Linked DNA regions of Mus musculus: region 2 is linked to region 1. A link is a contact called in public promoter capture Hi-C data. All regions are on one chromosome and are shown on one strand. Each heading gives the region's core, a stretch centred on a gene start, on an enhancer-like site or on the middle of the called end of the contact. The rest is flanking DNA. Distances are from core to core; before and after follow the strand shown.

The links. Promoter capture Hi-C pulls out the DNA fragments that hold promoters and counts their contacts.
Region 2: a promoter capture Hi-C map of the C10 cell line shows a contact between it and region 1, with 2.1 times the contacts expected there. The contact joins the enhancer-like site here to the promoter of Tead3 in region 1. A contact is called at or near these places in 1 of 39 promoter capture datasets (the C10 cell line) and 3 of 9 other capture datasets (adipose tissue, liver and pancreatic islet).

Annotation. Positions count from the first base shown.
Region 1 is chr17:28,349,254-28,352,791 of GRCm38.p6, forward strand. It overlaps Tead3 (TEA domain family member 3), which reads right to left and starts at 1,552. Exons shown (of 13, transcript NM_011566.4): 1 at 1,356-1,552. It overlaps Tulp1 (tubby like protein 1), which reads right to left. Exons shown (of 15, transcript NM_021478.2): 15 at 2,262-2,749. The coding sequence ends at 2,616.
Region 2 is chr17:28,588,880-28,592,417 of GRCm38.p6, forward strand. Srpk1 (serine/arginine-rich protein specific kinase 1) reads right to left here. Exons shown (of 16, transcript NM_016795.4): 14 at 3,339-3,408; 15 at 2,322-2,414; 16 at 709-1,362. The coding sequence ends at 1,178. Among named protein-coding and RNA genes, the nearest start is that of Lhfpl5, 15 kb to the left of the region's middle. Within about 2 kb of position 1,907, at least 35 of the 459 cell types and tissues checked have an H3K27ac peak or open chromatin away from gene starts, as enhancers often do. A contact at or near this core is called in liver, where this site is marked.

The DNA.
Region 1 (3,538 bases), core at 302-2,801:
CTGAGGAGGGGGGTAATTCAGTCTCCTGTCCACTCTTGGCCCAAGGGATAAGTAGACAGACCCTCACCCTTCCCATGAAGGAAGAAAAGGCTTGTCAGACAACGGGGAAGACCAGAGTGGGAAGGGAAGACCGGATGCCCTCAACTGCTTTAACAAGTGTCAGGAGAAGGAGGTCTGGGGACTAGGAAGGGCAGAGGCATAGTCCTTACACCTTCAACTAATAGCTGCTTTCCCTCCTGGCAGCAGCCCGCAGCTGGTTGTGAGTGTAGGGGTGTCCCAGACCCCAGCACTGAGGCAAAACCCTGTGTGTACAGATCCAGGCTACGAGAGTTCAAATACACGGAGCCACCATGGACACCAGTCCCTCAAAGCTGTGTCCAGCCCCCACCGCCATCCTCCGGGCTAGGCTACAAGTCCAGGCCTGACTTGGTTCTGCCCCTACCTGGAGAGAGCTCGAGATACAGAGAGAGGGACACAGGCCCTGAGAAGCCCGGCCCTAGGCTTCGTTCGTTCCCTCTTGCTCTTTAAAAAACTAAGCCCTCAATCAGGGCCCCTGTTGGGGGGGGGGGGGGGGGCGGGTAGAGTAGGGGCTAAAGTGACACTGCCCCGAAGGCCTGCTGGGGCTAGAAAACAGACCCACATCAGCGCTCCAGCCTCCCTTCCCAGGCAGGAATAAAGACGTGACAGACAATGGAGAGGACCCGAGTGGGAAGGGAAGCCCTGTCGCCCACAATTGCCTTAACAAGTTCTCCGGAGAAGTGCGGGGAAGGCCCCAAATCCAGCCGCGTCCCGAGCGAGGCTCCTGGAGCAAGGAGCTGGGACTCGCCCCGAGGCGGGCGGCAGAACTGTAGGGGACAGGCGTCCCCCCACGCCTTTGGGTGCGCACACGCTCCGGGCTCACACTGTGGCTTCCAGACACCCGGGCCGGGTCCCAGCGCAGCCGCGAGCAGCGCGCACACCGGCGCGCCCTGGCTAAGGCCTGCGTGGAGCCCGGGGCTCGCGGGCTCTCGGGAGTCCAAAGGGCGCCCCGGATACGAGTCCCGGCGCAGGCCTTCCAAGCCCGCGGCTCTGGGCGCACACCCCGGCACACGGCGGGGCCAGGCCCGGGCACCCGGGACACTCCGGGCTTCCCAGCCTCCGGGTCGCGGGGGGGTGGGGTGGGTGGGCGGGGCTTCCCGGAGAGCGTCTCCCCCCTTCCCTCCAAAGTTCCCGGCACCCAGGTCCTGGGCTCCGGCGCGGGCTGGACAATAGCTCAGAACCCCTAGAGTGTCCCGGGTCCCCGCCATCCAGAAGCCACCCGAGCAGAGCAGTCACCTCTGCGCGCGAGGCCTCCGAGTTGCATTCCCCGGGCTTACCTGCTCCGAGCTCCGGGGGGCGCTCCGCCGGGCCGCTCCGCCGGGCCCGAGGGAGTAGTGAGGGGGGCCGGGAAGGGGGGTCGTGGGCAGGGGGATGGCCGGAATGTACGGAATGAGCCCGGCCGGAGCGGGAGGTGCTGGGCGCGGAGGAGGGAGCGAGCGGGACGGAAAGTTTGTGTTGAGGGAGCCGGGCGGGGGGTGGGGGCTGCGGGCGGGAGGGGCGGGACCGGTAGGCGGGGCCAACGGCGGGCGGGCCCACGGGTGGGCGGTGCTATTTGGGGGGAGTGATCTAAGGCGGGCCGGGGCCTGCTGTCTCTCTAACCACCCAGTCCCAAGAACGCCCGTAGCTGTGGATTCACACTCCCGCGCACCCCATTCCTCGCTCGTCGTCTCAGAGTTCCCACCTCCCCTACACAACCCCCTTGTGGGTACTCCGCTGAATCTAGAGGGATCAGGTCTGGGGCGGAGCCAAGAGGAGAGCTCTGCCCCCTAGGCTGAACTCCTTGGAGGTGTTTAGGGTCCTGGGGAGCCGCGTCCTCCGCATCCAAATGACCCGAGCGCGCACGGGGTCTCGGGCTCCCCACCCTTCTACTCGGGTCCCGGGCAGCCCAGGCCTCTGCAGCTCCCCTCCCGCCCAGAGCCCGCCCCCCACTCCGGGGCCTCAGACTTGGCTCCGCCCTGCCCGGACCCGGTTTGTCTGGTTCTCCCCGAGTGGCTTGTTTCTCGAATTTCTCCCTTTCTCCCTCTTCCTCTACCTCTAGGGCCCTCCCTCTCCTCCCTACTGGCGGAGAGTCGGGGGCCCGGACCCTGTGCGCTTGACGAGGTTCCATAGAACAGAAGGGGACGCGGGAGCGCGGGGCCAACGCAGGCACCTGAGTTTACACACATGAATCCAGAAACTACCGATGCGTTCAGCCTCGGACGTGACTTTATTGGGGATGTGGGTCCCTGGCTCTGCTTCACCATCGTCCCCTCCCCACCCCCTACAAACCCCCCAGCGCGGGGTCGGAGGGGCCTCGAACATCTGACTCCGGCTCTCTGACAGGAAGTGACTGGGGAGGAGGGGGCGAGGCAAGTACTTTTGGGCGACCAGATGTTCATCTCCATCCCCTCTGCCTCAGCCGGTGCCAGGCTGGGGGAGTGGAGGGGGGAAATGCCCGGAGGTCACGGAGAGGGGTGAGCCCTTCCATGGGAGCTGTGGGGGAGGGACCTTGCCACCCCCAACCGAATGCTTTCCCAGCGCTGAGGAGCTGTGGGGGGTCACTCGCAGGCCAGCTTCCCGTCGAAGCTGGAGAGGGCGATGGCGAAGGCCTGCAGAGCACACAGCGGGTACCGGTAGTCTAGGGTGAAGGCGTCCTCAGCCACGCGGCCGAACTGCAGCACTATATAGTCAGCTGTGAAGACAGACCGTGGGGTGACCTTGGACCCCATCTCGACAGGCAACCCCTCAACAAAACGAGGTCTTGCTCCTTGATGTGGAGTCATAGCCCCCATGCAGCTTCAGGCCACCTTCCCCGTTCTGGGTCATCCAATCAGCCCAACCCAGCCGCTACAGGGTCTGTCACACGGAGTCCGCAGGGCAGGGGCCCTGCGGGGTCTGTCACACGGAGTCCGCAGGGCAGGGGCCCTGCCTTATCATCCACCACCTGGGGCTACAGTAAACCTGTAATCTAGCAGTACAGGGAGGGACCCTGTCAAACTTGCCCAAACCAGAACCCTCCCTCACCGAGTTTTCAGTTGTCTTTTGGCCTCATTCCTCTGGCCTGCCCATAAGGCTAACCTTTGACCGCAGTTCAGACCCTTCTCCAACCCCAGGCGTTCCCTCCCTTAGCCATTAGCGCTGGACTCAGGCCTCTCCCGTTCTGATCAGGGCTATCAGCAGCAATCAATCAGCCACCCCCCTCCCCTTTCTCCCTTTTCTATCTCTTCTGAGACTAGACTTCTTGTAGCCAAAGCTAGCCTTGAACTCCCCTAATCCTTTTGCTACCTCCCTCCCAAATGTTCTGGCCTGAAACTCTCTGAGGATGAAGCTGGCTACCTTAAATCAATCAATCAAACCAACCAACCAACCCTCTACCCCAGCTCTGGTCTGATGGCAGACCAAGCTTCTACAGGAACTGGCTTTGAGATCAGTCCCAAGGTCAGGAGACAGGAGGGACAGTCCTTCTAACCCAGAGTCCTTT
Region 2 (3,538 bases), core at 657-3,156, 240 kb after region 1:
TTCTAGGCAAGGCAGGAAAGCTGTGGATGGAAGCAGAGCTGTCTGGGAAGGCCTTGGAATGTGGGAGGGAACACTCCCTGAACAGGGCAGCTCAGAAACCTTCGTCTCCTGTCTGGATCACCCCAAAGCTCGTTACAAGACAGTCAGTCCATTCAAGCTGAGCAGGCAAAGCTCCAGGAGGGCCTTCTAAATGGGAGGACAGACTGAAATGACTGTTCTTACGGCAACACAGGACACAGAAAAGGACTATTTCACAACACCTGAGGCTCCCAGTAACTGAAATTCACTGGTTCTCTTTTGTCTACATTAAAAACCAGACTCAGCTGGGCGTGGTGGCACACGCCTTTAATCCCAGCACTTGAGAGGCAGAGGCAGGCGGATTTCTGAGTTCGAGGCCAGCCTGGTCTACAAAGTGAGTTCCAGGACAGCCAGGACTACACAGAGAAATCCTGTCTCGAAAAATCAAAACAAAAAAACCAAAAAAAAAAAAAAAAAAAAAAAACAACAAAAAAAACAAAAACCAAAAAAAAAAAAAAAAAAAAAAAAAAAACAAAAACAACAGACTCAAGATTCCAGGAACTTAGTTGTGAGAAGATGAGAGGGATCCAACAATACTTTCAACAGTGATAAAATGGTACCCAAACTGGTTGCTCATCGAAAAATGTAGCATAAAAGTCGCAGGAAAAAAATGTGAGCATAGAAACCACAGATAGAATCCAGGAAGATGATGCAGCCTGGATACAGCGCATTTAATGTCTCTGCTGTTCACAGAATCCACAGCCCTCCCCTCCTCAATCTTGTGCTGGCGGCGGATGTGCACGAGAAAGTGTGACTCTCAGAGTCAGTGAATAAAGAGGATGGATGGGCTCACAGATCTTCACAGCTCTTCTTAGAAAGGGCACTGACAACCTAATAAGATGGCAGGGCAGAGGGTGAGGCTGTTCACACTTTTAGTCTTTGGCAGAGCCCAACCAAGGCCAAATTCACCTAGGATGCCCAATGGCCGTGGGAATTTCCACAGGATCAAGGAAGCAAACCCAAATGAACATGTTGGTTTAAAAAAAAAATAGAAACCCTTGAAAGAAAGAGCTTTGCCCTGAAAAAGGAGAGGGAAGTTTGAGGGGTGGGCTGGAGGGAAGGTCCATATGATGAGCTCTGCTGCAGTGGCAGGACTGGCTTAGGAGTTTAGCCAAGGATGCCGGAGACACTCAGCAGCAGTGGCTCTCTTCTCAGGCATAAGCTCCAACATGGGCAGCAGGAAATCTGTGAAGCCGGCAGCCTCCTCCTGAGGCCACTCATATTTCTCCACCAGAACCTCCAGAAGACCCCAAGGCTTCAACTTGGTGATGTGCTTCAGGTCACCTGTGGGAGACAGCACAGGCTCAGACAGTCCCCACCTCTCATGGTGTGTTCAGGCATCCCAATGGCTCAACCTTCTACAGCTCAATACTCTAGCTGCTTCAAAATGAGGCAATGATTTACAAATAAAAAGCTAACAGCATGACAGACTTGTATAAGATCACCCACACAGCTAGCAGCTTGGCCTCACTCAGAAAGCTCAGTTCAACTGCTCCTTGGGCTGGATCTTTCCCCTTCTACAAATGGTGCTCGGTTCACACCAGCGTTTGTGAGCAAGGCAGCCTCCTAGCACTGAGGTGTGCCTTCAAGCCTGAAGTGACGGTTTTCAGGCTTTTGCTTGGGTCTTGCTTATATTGCCCATATTGACCTTCAAATCCTGGCTTTGGCCTTAGGCAGCTGGGACTGGGTCCTCTTCCCTGCCCGTACAAATAACTTAAAAGCAACCAGTTACTTACTAACAACTTCCCCAGGCAAGTGATAAGAACCTCCAAGTGAGGTGACTGGGGCACCATTGACTTTGCACACAAAAGGACCCTGGAGAGCACCTTTCCACCTTCTAAGGGTGACTCAGCATTGTCACAGCTGAGGAGAAGGCATGAGGCCTGACACACCAGAGCACATAGCTCTCTACATCGAGTGAGATTTATTTTCCATTTCAGTCTCAGCTTTGAGGTGTAAGAAACACAAAACCAAACACAGTTTTAAGTAGGGGTGGGGCACAGATATAAGTTCTAAGACAGCCTGAACACACGGAAGAAACCAACCAAAAGCCAAATAAACCCAAGAGTGTAGCTGAGCGGAGCATTTGTTCACACCATCCAGCACCTGCGAAGCCACACGAGGGTTCAGGGAGTCCTTCCTGCTTTCTGCAGGAGCTAGAGGACATGACCCAGATAGACTTACCTTCTTGTTTTAGACATTTTTATTCCTTTAATGGCTGGGAACAGACAGATTGGTTTTACCTTTTTTGGTGAAAAATTCCTTGGAGTATTTTCCTGCCACAATGAGCTTGCGAGGCACCTTCCCCAGAAGTTCTATGATCAGGGCGATGTGGTCTGCATACAGACATTTCAGAGGAAAGAACAGAGCAGAATGACAGAAGTGACTTTAGACACAGCATACAGAGCGGTGCACATACCATTCTGTAAGGCACTGCATACTTGCTTTCTGACCTAAAGCAGAAGAAACAGACAGTTTATCTAATGCAGGGTCCCCTCCAAAGACAAACACCTCAGCACTGCTCTCTCCACAGTGAGATCAAGAGTCAGCCTTGGTGTGAGAAGCTCTGCTCCCTCAAATTGTGTCCCTGAGCCTGTCTGTCTCTGAGAGCGAGCGAGGAAGTCCTGTGACCATTTCCAACTGTAGCCAAAGGGCCTTGGAAGCCTGCCTATCAGCTCTGCAGCAAGTGCCAGGGGGGCAGAGATAGGGGTGAGACAGCAGTGTCAAGGTGAAGGGAAGCAGCAAACAAGGCTTCCCACGAATAGCTTCAAGGATTAGCTGGTCAACGTGAGACCAAAGCAGAGCACAGTGTTCAGGAAGCCTGAGGCCCACAAGCGTGCTGCCTGACTGTGAGCTTCCTGAGCTTAGCCACACTGCAGCTGCTCTGGAAGCCATAACCAGGATGTAGCAGAGCAAATGCCACGTCAGCATGGCAGACCTCCACAACCGCTAAGTAAAGGACCACCAAGGGAGTGCTGACCAACTGCGAGGAGGGGCAAGCACACCACCGGCACCTTTTACATAGACACTGCACTCCTTAGCTCACACTTTCCCAGGCAAGCACTTCCTTACTGGCTTTGCCTCCTCAGTGCTATGACGACATCCTTGTCCCACCCAGCTTTACGCTGGCTGCATTTCTCCTGTTTTGGGGTCTCATACAAACCTAGAGCAGTACCAGAGGCCTTTGGTGCCAACAAACGATGCCAGTTACAGTGAAAAGCAAAACAGCTACACACAAACAGCTGGCAAACGGGACTCACCTTCATCTCGTGTGTAATCCTCCCCTGAATGAGGCTCAAACAAATAGTCCCCTGTGGCTAGTTCAAAGGCCTAAGGAAGAGACAGCGCATGAAAGTATCAGAGAAACAGAACACAGCTGCAAAGCCTCTGCTATCTGATCCCAAACCTAGACGGCCACTTGAGAAGCATCTCAGATTGCTTCTGAATGACAGCTACAGAC